2 separate regions of the Gossypium hirsutum genome follow, and region 1 is linked to region 2. Evidence: chromatin contacts called from public Hi-C data. All regions are on one chromosome and are shown on one strand. The core of a region is the stretch at or near the end of the contact, and the rest is flanking DNA. Distances in the headings are between cores, read along the strand shown. Region 1 holds the start of LOC107950643 (ER membrane protein complex subunit 10). Region 2 holds the start of LOC107949596 (dynein light chain LC6, flagellar outer arm).

Evidence for each region. A called contact is a pair of places that touch in the nucleus more often than the background predicts.
Region 1: a Hi-C map of leaf shows a contact between it and region 2, with 2.3 times the contacts expected there. The contact joins the promoter of LOC107950643 here to the promoter of LOC107949596 in region 2. A contact is called at or near these places in 2 of 34 Hi-C or Micro-C datasets (both in leaf).

The regions. Positions count from the first base shown.
Region 1 is chrD03:15,262,465-15,267,235 of Gossypium_hirsutum_v2.1, forward strand. It overlaps LOC107950643 (ER membrane protein complex subunit 10), which reads left to right and starts at 3,078. Exons shown (of 8, transcript XM_016885528.2): 1 at 3,078-3,650. The coding sequence starts at 3,336.
Region 2 is chrD03:15,063,057-15,067,660 of Gossypium_hirsutum_v2.1, forward strand. LOC107949596 (dynein light chain LC6, flagellar outer arm) reads right to left here and starts at 3,198. Exons shown (of 2, transcript XM_016884315.2): 1 at 2,697-3,198; 2 at 2,107-2,600. The coding sequence starts at 2,834. The coding sequence ends at 2,445.

The sequences.
Region 1 (4,771 bases), core at 1,828-4,327, 200 kb after region 2:
CTTAGGGCGCCGCTCCTGCTCTACCCAGCCCCAACGCCGCACGACTCCTCCTCCCACACGCACCTCCGCACGTATATCGCCCTCCACGTCACCGTACGGCCTTCGTACACCTGCACACAACGAACGCAGCGAAACAGAAAAGACACAGCAAACAAGTGATAGAAAAAACAAACGAAAAAGAGAAAAAAGTAGCAAAAAGAAAAAGAAACAGCGAAAAAAGGAGATTTTGCTTTTTCTATTATTCTGTTTTCTTAATATATAGAACGATTGTAATAGAGCGAAAGGGGAAGGCATTCTGTAAAAAAAAGACGATATCAATACAAAGAGAAAAAAATTTGAGCTGATTCTTCGATTTTCTTTTATGTTCTTCTCTTCTTCTTTTATTTCTTTGATTTCTTTTTATGAACAAAAAATAACAATAGATCGATTTTTAAAAGAGTAATGGCAGATTTCATTTTTTGATAATGTAAATCATCCTTTTTTACTCCTCTACGAAGCAAAAAGAGAAAAGGGAGAGATTTTACCTTCGCCAAGACGCCGTGGAAGCTCCGTTCACTCCGTTCGAATCGGAGTTGGTGGAACTTTGGCTGATTGAAGCGGCGCAGAGAGGGGAGCGTTTGGGTTCTTTTTATTCTTTATTTATTTTATTTTCTTTTCTTTTTTATTTTCGTTTTGAAAAACTGAAGCTATAGCTGCCAATTTAGGGTTTTGCTTGGCCTTTACCTTATGTGCGAAACGACGCCATTTGGAGTCTGATCAGTGGCTCCAAAACGGCGTAGTATTGACCCAGATCTTTGCGCGACCCGACCCGCTCCATGGGGGATCTGTGCGCTCCTGTTAATTGGGTTATTTTCAACCCCGGTCCCTCTGCCTTTTATGATTTCGCGATTAAACTCCTTTTATTTTTTTATTTTGTCATGAAATTTTTGTATTATTTTATTTTGGTCCTTTTCGAAACGCTGCGCATAGAAAGACGGGGCTATTTACTGTTTAGATACTTGCTTCTACGCGCGTATTGTAATATACTCCTTCAGTTTTTAACCGAATACAAAGCTAATCCTTTTATTTTTATTTATGTTTGATGCCTATTTAATTTCGTTTTACTTCAATTTAATTTTGTTCCATTATTTTATTTAATTTTGTTTGTTCTTCTTTTAACTTTGTTTCAATTCTAATTTAGTTTTTTATTACTTTAAGTTTAAATCTAATTAGTAATTATTTTTGATATATTTATCTTTAAATATAGTATTATTTTAGTATTTAATCTTAACATTGTTTTAAATTTCATCATTAGTACTGCTTAATTTGTTTTATATGATATAATACTATTTTATATACATATGTATATATAATTTATATCAAATTATGTTTATTTTATATATAAAAGTATATTATTGATCTCACATTGTTGTATTTTTCCACTTACTTTAATACATACGTAATTTATTTCATTTTAAAAACTACTTTATTATATTTCACTTATTTCATTTTTTATGTATTGTTATATATTACTATCCATTTTGAACTTTTTATTTTTTATTTGTTTCTACAAGTATTATTTATTTAAATTAATAAATATATGTTATTTTCTTTAATTATAATATTTATTTTTTTATTTGGATACTGTTATTTCATTTGATATTTATTTTTAACTATAATTTTGATTAATTTCAAATTCTTATATATGTATATATGATTTCTTTTAAATTTATTTGAATTATAATTTCCTTTCTTTCATACGTCTTAAGTTATTTTAAAAGCTTGTACAATTTCATGTGTGATAATTTATTTGGTGCTTTGATTGACTTTAGATTCATTAGCTTTTGAATGTTAACATAATATATGATGTGAGAATTGCTTTTAGGGGTATTGTATTGCTTGTTTGTATTTGCTAATTATTCGTAGTTCATTAGAACGCATTTTGGTTACAAATTATCGTTTAGTATTGTACATTATTCCACCGTGTTTCATTTGCTAAAATTTTGCGTTTAACATGGTTTAAGCTCCAAAATCCCTTTTTAAATATTATAATGCTCAACTTTCATAATTCGCGAGAGAATTGAGTCCTAACTTATTGGGCTTCAATTTTTCTAATGAATTTAGGTAGTCGAGTATCTCTTTTGCAATAAAAAAAACATGTGATTTCTAAATAAAATTAATTAAGATTTCAAAATGTTAGATCCTAACTCACTGGATATGACATTTTGTCATCTCGATTTTAAAATAAAGGCCATATTTGACGTTTAGGAATTTCAAGAGATGAAACCCTAATTTACTGGATTCTGACTTCTCGATTGACTTAAGTAATCAAATGTCCTTCTTAAAACACATGATTTTTTAAAAAAGGGGATGAATCTAGCTTTGAAGATTGAACTGTTGCACTCTAACTCACTGAGTGTGGCGGTTTATTGATTTGAAATAGGTCCGTCTATTCAACCAATGCCATTATTTAAGCTTGCATTTCAAAGGATTGTATTTTAAAATCTTTTCAAAATTTCGGCATTAAGACATTAGACAATCAATTCGGTACCAATTTTGGGCGTCACGAGGGTGCTAACCCTTCCTCGTGCGTAACCGACTCCCAAACATGTTTTCTCAAAACTCGCAGACCTAAAATTATTTTCTGGGTGATCCGATCGCACCATAATAAAAGGTCGGTGGCGACTCCCATTTTCATTTTAAAAGTCGATCCCCCATTTTTCAAACTTGAAAAAATGGTTTCGACATAACTCTAACCTTAATTAAGTGATAATTAAAACATAAAATTAATCTCTATCTATATACTTAAACATCCATTCAAGTAATAACTAATAAATATGAAAATAAAAAAAATTTACTTATAAAAAATAAAAAAAATAAAATTTTAACCTTAATCGGTAGTGAGTATGCTTAGACTTTTATAACTCTATTTTCGGGTCAATAAAATTATTCAACTTATTTTTAAATAGTTGTATAACTAATAATTCTAAATTAAATTCTAAATATTTTTAAATATCAATTAAATATTTTTTATTTTTAAATATTAATTTAATAATATGATTAAAATAAATATCCTTTTTAATTCAATTTACTTTTTCAAATTTGTGTTTTTATTTATATTATTGATGGATTAGCCTAAAAAATAGTTTTTATCAAAAAGCACCCTAGTAATCTCCTTGCTTGTTCAAATGCAATCTCTAATCTCAGCACAGCAAAACTGATCTCGGCAGCGATTCAAACAACGCGTCAACCGAGACCTGTTATCTCTTTCCCCTGATTTTATCAACTCAAAAGGTATTATTAATTACTAAAGGCAGAAACTTCTTCAGCTTGAGGAAACAAAGCAGAGGGCAACAATGAAGTGGGTCAAAGTCATAGTATCTTTCATCCTCACACTCTCGTTTTTGTCGTTTCCTTCATGCGCGTTCCAATCCGATGAGCTTCTTGTTGACGACGAAGAGTTCGGACTCGAGGGGGCTCCGCAACATCGTTCCCCTGAACCCATCCCCACTCGATCCCCACCAGTCACATCCCCGACCCGAAAGAGGCATTCGGATCTAGATTCCGATTCTAAGATCCAGTTCTCTCTTGACCACGCTTTTGGCGACTCCGATTTCTCTCCCGCTGGCACTTTCTCCGCCCGCCTCAAAACATGGAGCCACGGCGGCCAGGTTTACCAACCTTTTCTTTCTTTAAAAAAAAAAATCTTTTTTAAAGCAAAATTTTCGTTTTCGTAGTGTATGAATAGTGCTGAAACTTCCATTCACACCCTGATTCATATATATCTTAAAAGCTGGGATTTTTCTTCCACTTTTATTTACATCTTCTTATGCATTATACTTGGGCTTTGTTTGGTTTTCGATTTTGCTACTAAATGTTTAATCATAAGTGATTAATAAACTAATGATTAGGATGGGAATTCTAACAGAAAGTTTTTGTAAGTAAAATGATTTATAATGTTAGTGAAATAATATAACAACGTTAATCTTTAGTTAGTCAATAATACTTTTTAATTTCATCTCCAAGAGCAGTTCTTCACATTTTGCTTAGGGAATTAAAAGACAAGAAGAAAACATGGCCTTTGTCGTTAAAGTTATAAGAAAATGGAGTCAACTTGTGAGGTGAATGCTGCTGGGCTACTGTAGGAATTATATGTCAACCTAATTTTATCACTTTTCTCAATTTTCTTGAATTTTGACATTTGCACTTTAATCTTGACTCATATTTGGACAAAATTTAATAGAACAGTGCATGTTTAAACATATCCTTAGTGTTTTGTTTTGTTGATGAGTTGGCAATATAAATGAAAAGATTTAAGAGAACAATGTGTCAACGATTACAATGTGTTTGTTTTTGTACAATGTGGAATTTCTGCTACATTTAACATGTTAAATTTCTGCTTCTTCACAACTTAGTTAAATATGTACTCAACATATTCCGTAATTCCTTCATAATTTTTCCCCATAATTCAACCAATTAAAAGCATGATGGTAAAGTTAGTGCAATTGATGAGGTTGAGAAATTTTAACTTTGACTTAGCATGGTGGCAAATTTGGTATGCATCCTTGTTAAGAAAAGGCAGCTGAGTTCTTTGAAATTAAGCCACTAACTGGTACAACTAGTACTTGGTTTCATTCTAAATCTTAAAAGTGGATATTGGACTGTTGTTGGAAGCATGATTAGGATCTGAGAGGAGTTTACTGAAGCTTAAGCTCTTTAGTTTTTGATTTCTTTCTCACAGTTTGGCTATGTAAAACCTGCTACTTCCAAAGGCCTTCAAATTTGAGAAAAT
Region 2 (4,604 bases), core at 1,948-4,447:
TTGGCTTTATTGCATCATAAATCCCCTATTTTATAAAGACAACAACAATTAGGTACTTTTAGATTTAACCCCTAAATTTTCATTTTACGTGATTAAGCTATTTTCTTTAATCGGTCACTCAAACGATAAAAATTAAAACACGAAAATTTCACACAATCAAATTCAAACATAATAAACTCACAAAATAATATTAAAATGTTTTTTGAGACTCGAATTTATTGTCCCGAAATCACTATTCCGATTAGGGTCAAAATCGGACTGTTACAACCAGAACCTAAAAATCAACAATAGAACGTCTAGAATCAATATCCATTCCACAATTTTAAACGAGTAACTTCTCGACAACAACACAATAAAAATCAATTTCAACTAAAAATTGCACCCACTATCGCTTCAAAACTTACCCACGTCCAAGGCAGCCCCTAAGCTCTAATTCGTAACCAGAGAATTTCGGATTCCTTGAACTTCACCTAACAATATAACCCAAAGAGAAAAAAAATAACAGTGAATTCATACTCCCTAAATAAAAAAATTTATCACGAAAAAGATATTCTCTAAGTCGAGAAAAACGAAAAGAAGATGGAACATCACTTACTCAACAGTCCAATCGCCCACTAGCAACATTAAAACCCGTGCAATGAAATCGAAAAGCAACCCAAAATGGCATGAACTACTGTTGAACCACCAAGAAAGAAGAAGTGGAAAAAAAATTGGAGAAGAAGGAACGTGTATTTTTTGTACCTAGGGAAAAAAGAATATTGGGAAAAGAAAAATAAAAAATTTAATAAGAATAAAAAACATAACATTTGCTTGCAAGGAGGCTCAAACCCACAACTTCATACACTAAATTAAAGCACTTTAACCATTGATGCTGATACTTAATTATAACAAAACTTGTAAAAATAAAATTAAGAAATCAGGGCGTTACATGTACCCAGCAAATTGTAGTGTAATAGGCATACACACACAATTGCACTTTCTCCCGTTGTAACTTTTTCATTGATTGAAAAGTGTGCCATTAGAGCTTAAATCTTCCAATGTTATTGTTTCTTCTTCAAATGAAAAATGGAAAATATGTCTCTGACCTCCATCTTTCAATTAATACGGCAAACAACTTCGTCATAATTTTAAAATGATTCATTTGAGATATTGCACACAAAAGGTTCATTTTTTAAGTGATCTTCGACTTGATCGTAAAGGCATTAAAATTTAGATTATTATAAATTACAATAGTTCGATGATCAAGTTATTAATAATTTAAAAAAAATTATCATTTACTTTACTATAATCTAAACATAATTTAGTAATAATAAAATTTAATAGTAGGATAAAGCACCACTATGTGATCTTGTTGTCTAAATAAAATCATTTTACTCTGGATAAAAGTTTAAGTTTTATAGTTTGGGATAAATCACCGAATGAATATAAAAGTTCTTTTAAGCGCATTTCGTACATCGAAAGAGCACAAAATCTATAAAAATTAAAAGTCTACGGACCTCGAGGTAGCTCCCCCCCCAAAAAAAAGAAAAAAGAAAAAAAAAACAAAATGATCTCAAAACAATAATATTTAGAGAGAAAATGAAAAAATATCACTATTTAAATAAATTTATTCCATCTTGGAAAAGTCACCTTGATTGAACTTTCTGTAAATTTGTGGTGAATCTGGAGCATGTGACGCATTTACCGAAATATCCTATTTTGCAAAAATTATGGAATAAGATATATGGGATATTTGAGGAAATTGATGTAAAATGGGCTTGTGTTGAAGCCTTGGGCCTGTGCAGTGGGCATTTTACTTTGTAATTGAAGTGCTAATGTGATATTGTTTATGTCCGAGACAGATATTTGATATTTATATTATCTTCGTGTAGTGGTGTAATACGGTGGGCTGTTGCTCTAATAATCTTCAGACTGTCTTTTCCAGCTTCTGGAGATGAATTGGTCGGTTAGGCTGGCTGCATCTGGAGGGATGTTAAGATTTCCTTTCTAATGCAGTTCTTTTGTCTGTAATGTATGATGCCTGAACACAACCGAAAGCTCAAGTCTTGGAATTTTATGAATTGCTTGAACACGACCGAATTAATCGACTTTATTTGAGCTAATCGATCGAGTCAATGAAGTTAAATTGATTAATCAAATAAAGCAAAAGCCTACTAGAGTCAGTTTATCTACTAATCTCAGGTCGAAAAGTAAAGAAGAACCTTGCGGATTTGGATAATCCAGATTCTTATTATAAACATGACATCAATTATAATTGTGAGCCTCTTGTGATGTTTTCCTCTTCTTCCAGAGCTCATATTATATACATATAGTTTGACATACAGAAGGAAAAAAGTTAACAGAAAAGGAACTTGAGAGCACTTTTTTAGCCTTCATTCTTCTTCAACTGTTGCCTGTACCAAGACTGCAACAAAACCATGAAGTTGAAACCATGGCGTTGGGTTTTAAGGAGAGGTTGAAGATGAAGCCACTTTGAAGATAAGGAACTTGAGTCTCTCTAATGTAAAGTAAATGAAAGTCCCTTTAGAATGAGAGAAAAAACACCCAAAATTTGAACCCACCACACATTGCCATCCATTCCCATACTTGCTATCAAACTCCTGCCAACAAAAAGGCACAAAATTTACCATCATAAGAACAGAAGCTTATCATATAATGGATTTAAACCAGAGGGAAACCATTCCCCAAAATTAAACCTTTTTTATATAACCAGCAATGGAAATGCAGTCAAAGACATCATAAAGGTCAAGAGCTTGAGAAGCAAAAGACATTGCTTCAATCTGCATCTTCAATGGCATATCTGAGTCATCCACCAAAGCTTTCCCTTCTAACATGTTTGTTTCCTCTCTTTTCTGTCTCAGGAAAACCAGAAAACCATCAAAGAAAAGAATCTGAGGTTTGGGATTTTATCAATGAGTAACTGTTTCTTATCTTTTAAGACCAGAAGAAAAAGAATTGGATCAAATTTCACACTTTTCTTTTCCAGGCTAGAAACCAACAAAAATGGAAGAAATTTAGGCTTTTCCCGAAGGCTTCTTAAGTTCTCTCTCTTGCTTTTCCACAATTGGAGGAGTGAGTCATGTCTTAGAAATTCGCAATATTAGGCTGGCACTTTGTCCAACTATAGTGTCCCTGTCTCCTCTCAATTTTTTATGTTTTTGATAGAATCTCATCTCACTCACTTTACAGAACCCGTCCAGTGAATAATTTGAGAAATCAAAAACAAATAAGCTTCTTTATTTTATTTTTTTATTATCTTTAAAGGTTCGAGAACGGTTCAATAAAAAATTGCCCTCTAACTTAAAAAATTTTACCTAAACAATGATTTTGTTACATAAATTGTGTCAATTTTTTCTCCCTTAAAAAATTTCTTTTAATTAACACATGATACTTTTAATTTTAAAAATATAATTATATTGAATTATAAAAAATCAAATTTACTACTCAATTTTTTTACATTTCCTTCTCATTACTGTTTTGAGAATCGAACCAATTAGACTGTCAGTTCAAAATAAAAAGTTGAATTGATTGGCCCGTAAACCTACAAATCAGGTTAAAAGAATCATTTACACCAATTTACTTTACTTTTAAATATGTAATTTTTTTTAATTTTTATTATTTTTTAATTAAATTAGACAAATAAATCATATCAAAAATCGATGATTGACCGGTTTGATCAACTATCTAATTCCGAAAACCTTCCTTACCGCAAGTGTTTCTTCTCCATGGACTTAGATCAACTTTTTTTTTCTTTGTTACTCTTTAATCACCAAATTTGTGAGGATCTTTCTAGGCTCCTTGTTAACAAATTGGTAAAGACCCATTCTCCTAGACATTGTAGACCATAAATTGCCATTTCCTCAATCTCTTGCAGTGAAAACGTTAAAATTTCCTTCGTCGTTAATGGATGTTTGTTCACGTTCTCGATCCTAGTTGTGATTTTCTCTTTCCTCTCAGCGCTCATTGCATTTGCCATGCTTCGCAAAGCAACAATGGTACAAGCTGCATTTGAGTAGCGCTTTACTTGTTTCTCCCTTGGATAATTGCATAAGCATTTCCCCTGAAAGCTATCTGCTCTACAGCTTTACTCAAGATTTCTTCCCGAGTCATCAAAGATGAAATTTGGGTGTTGAGTTTCTCAACTCCAACTGTTGCCATCTTCTGAAATAGCTCAAAGCCAATCAATGCGGTGGCTACTTGCATGTGCTCAGATGGTGGGTTTCATCCCGAAGATTTTTTGTGCCTTCTAAGTTGGCCTTATAATTTCTGAATTTTGAAGTACGAAATAAATGAAGATGAAAGAGAGAATGTAAAAGAAAAAAAATTAACTTTTTCTCTAATTTAATTTATTTGCATTTAATATTAAAACTATTTTTTTATTTAATTAAAAACATCATGTGTCATTAAATAATTGGTTAAGAGAATTTTTGTAAGCGAAGAAACAGGTTGGGGCAATTTTTGTAAAAATATTAAAGTACTTAAATAGAAAAAATGTTATAATTTGGGACCAACTTTTTATTTAAGCTTTTAAAATATTTTATATATTATATAGAATATTTAAAATTAAATCATCTAAAAAATAAACAATTTTATATGAAAGTTTA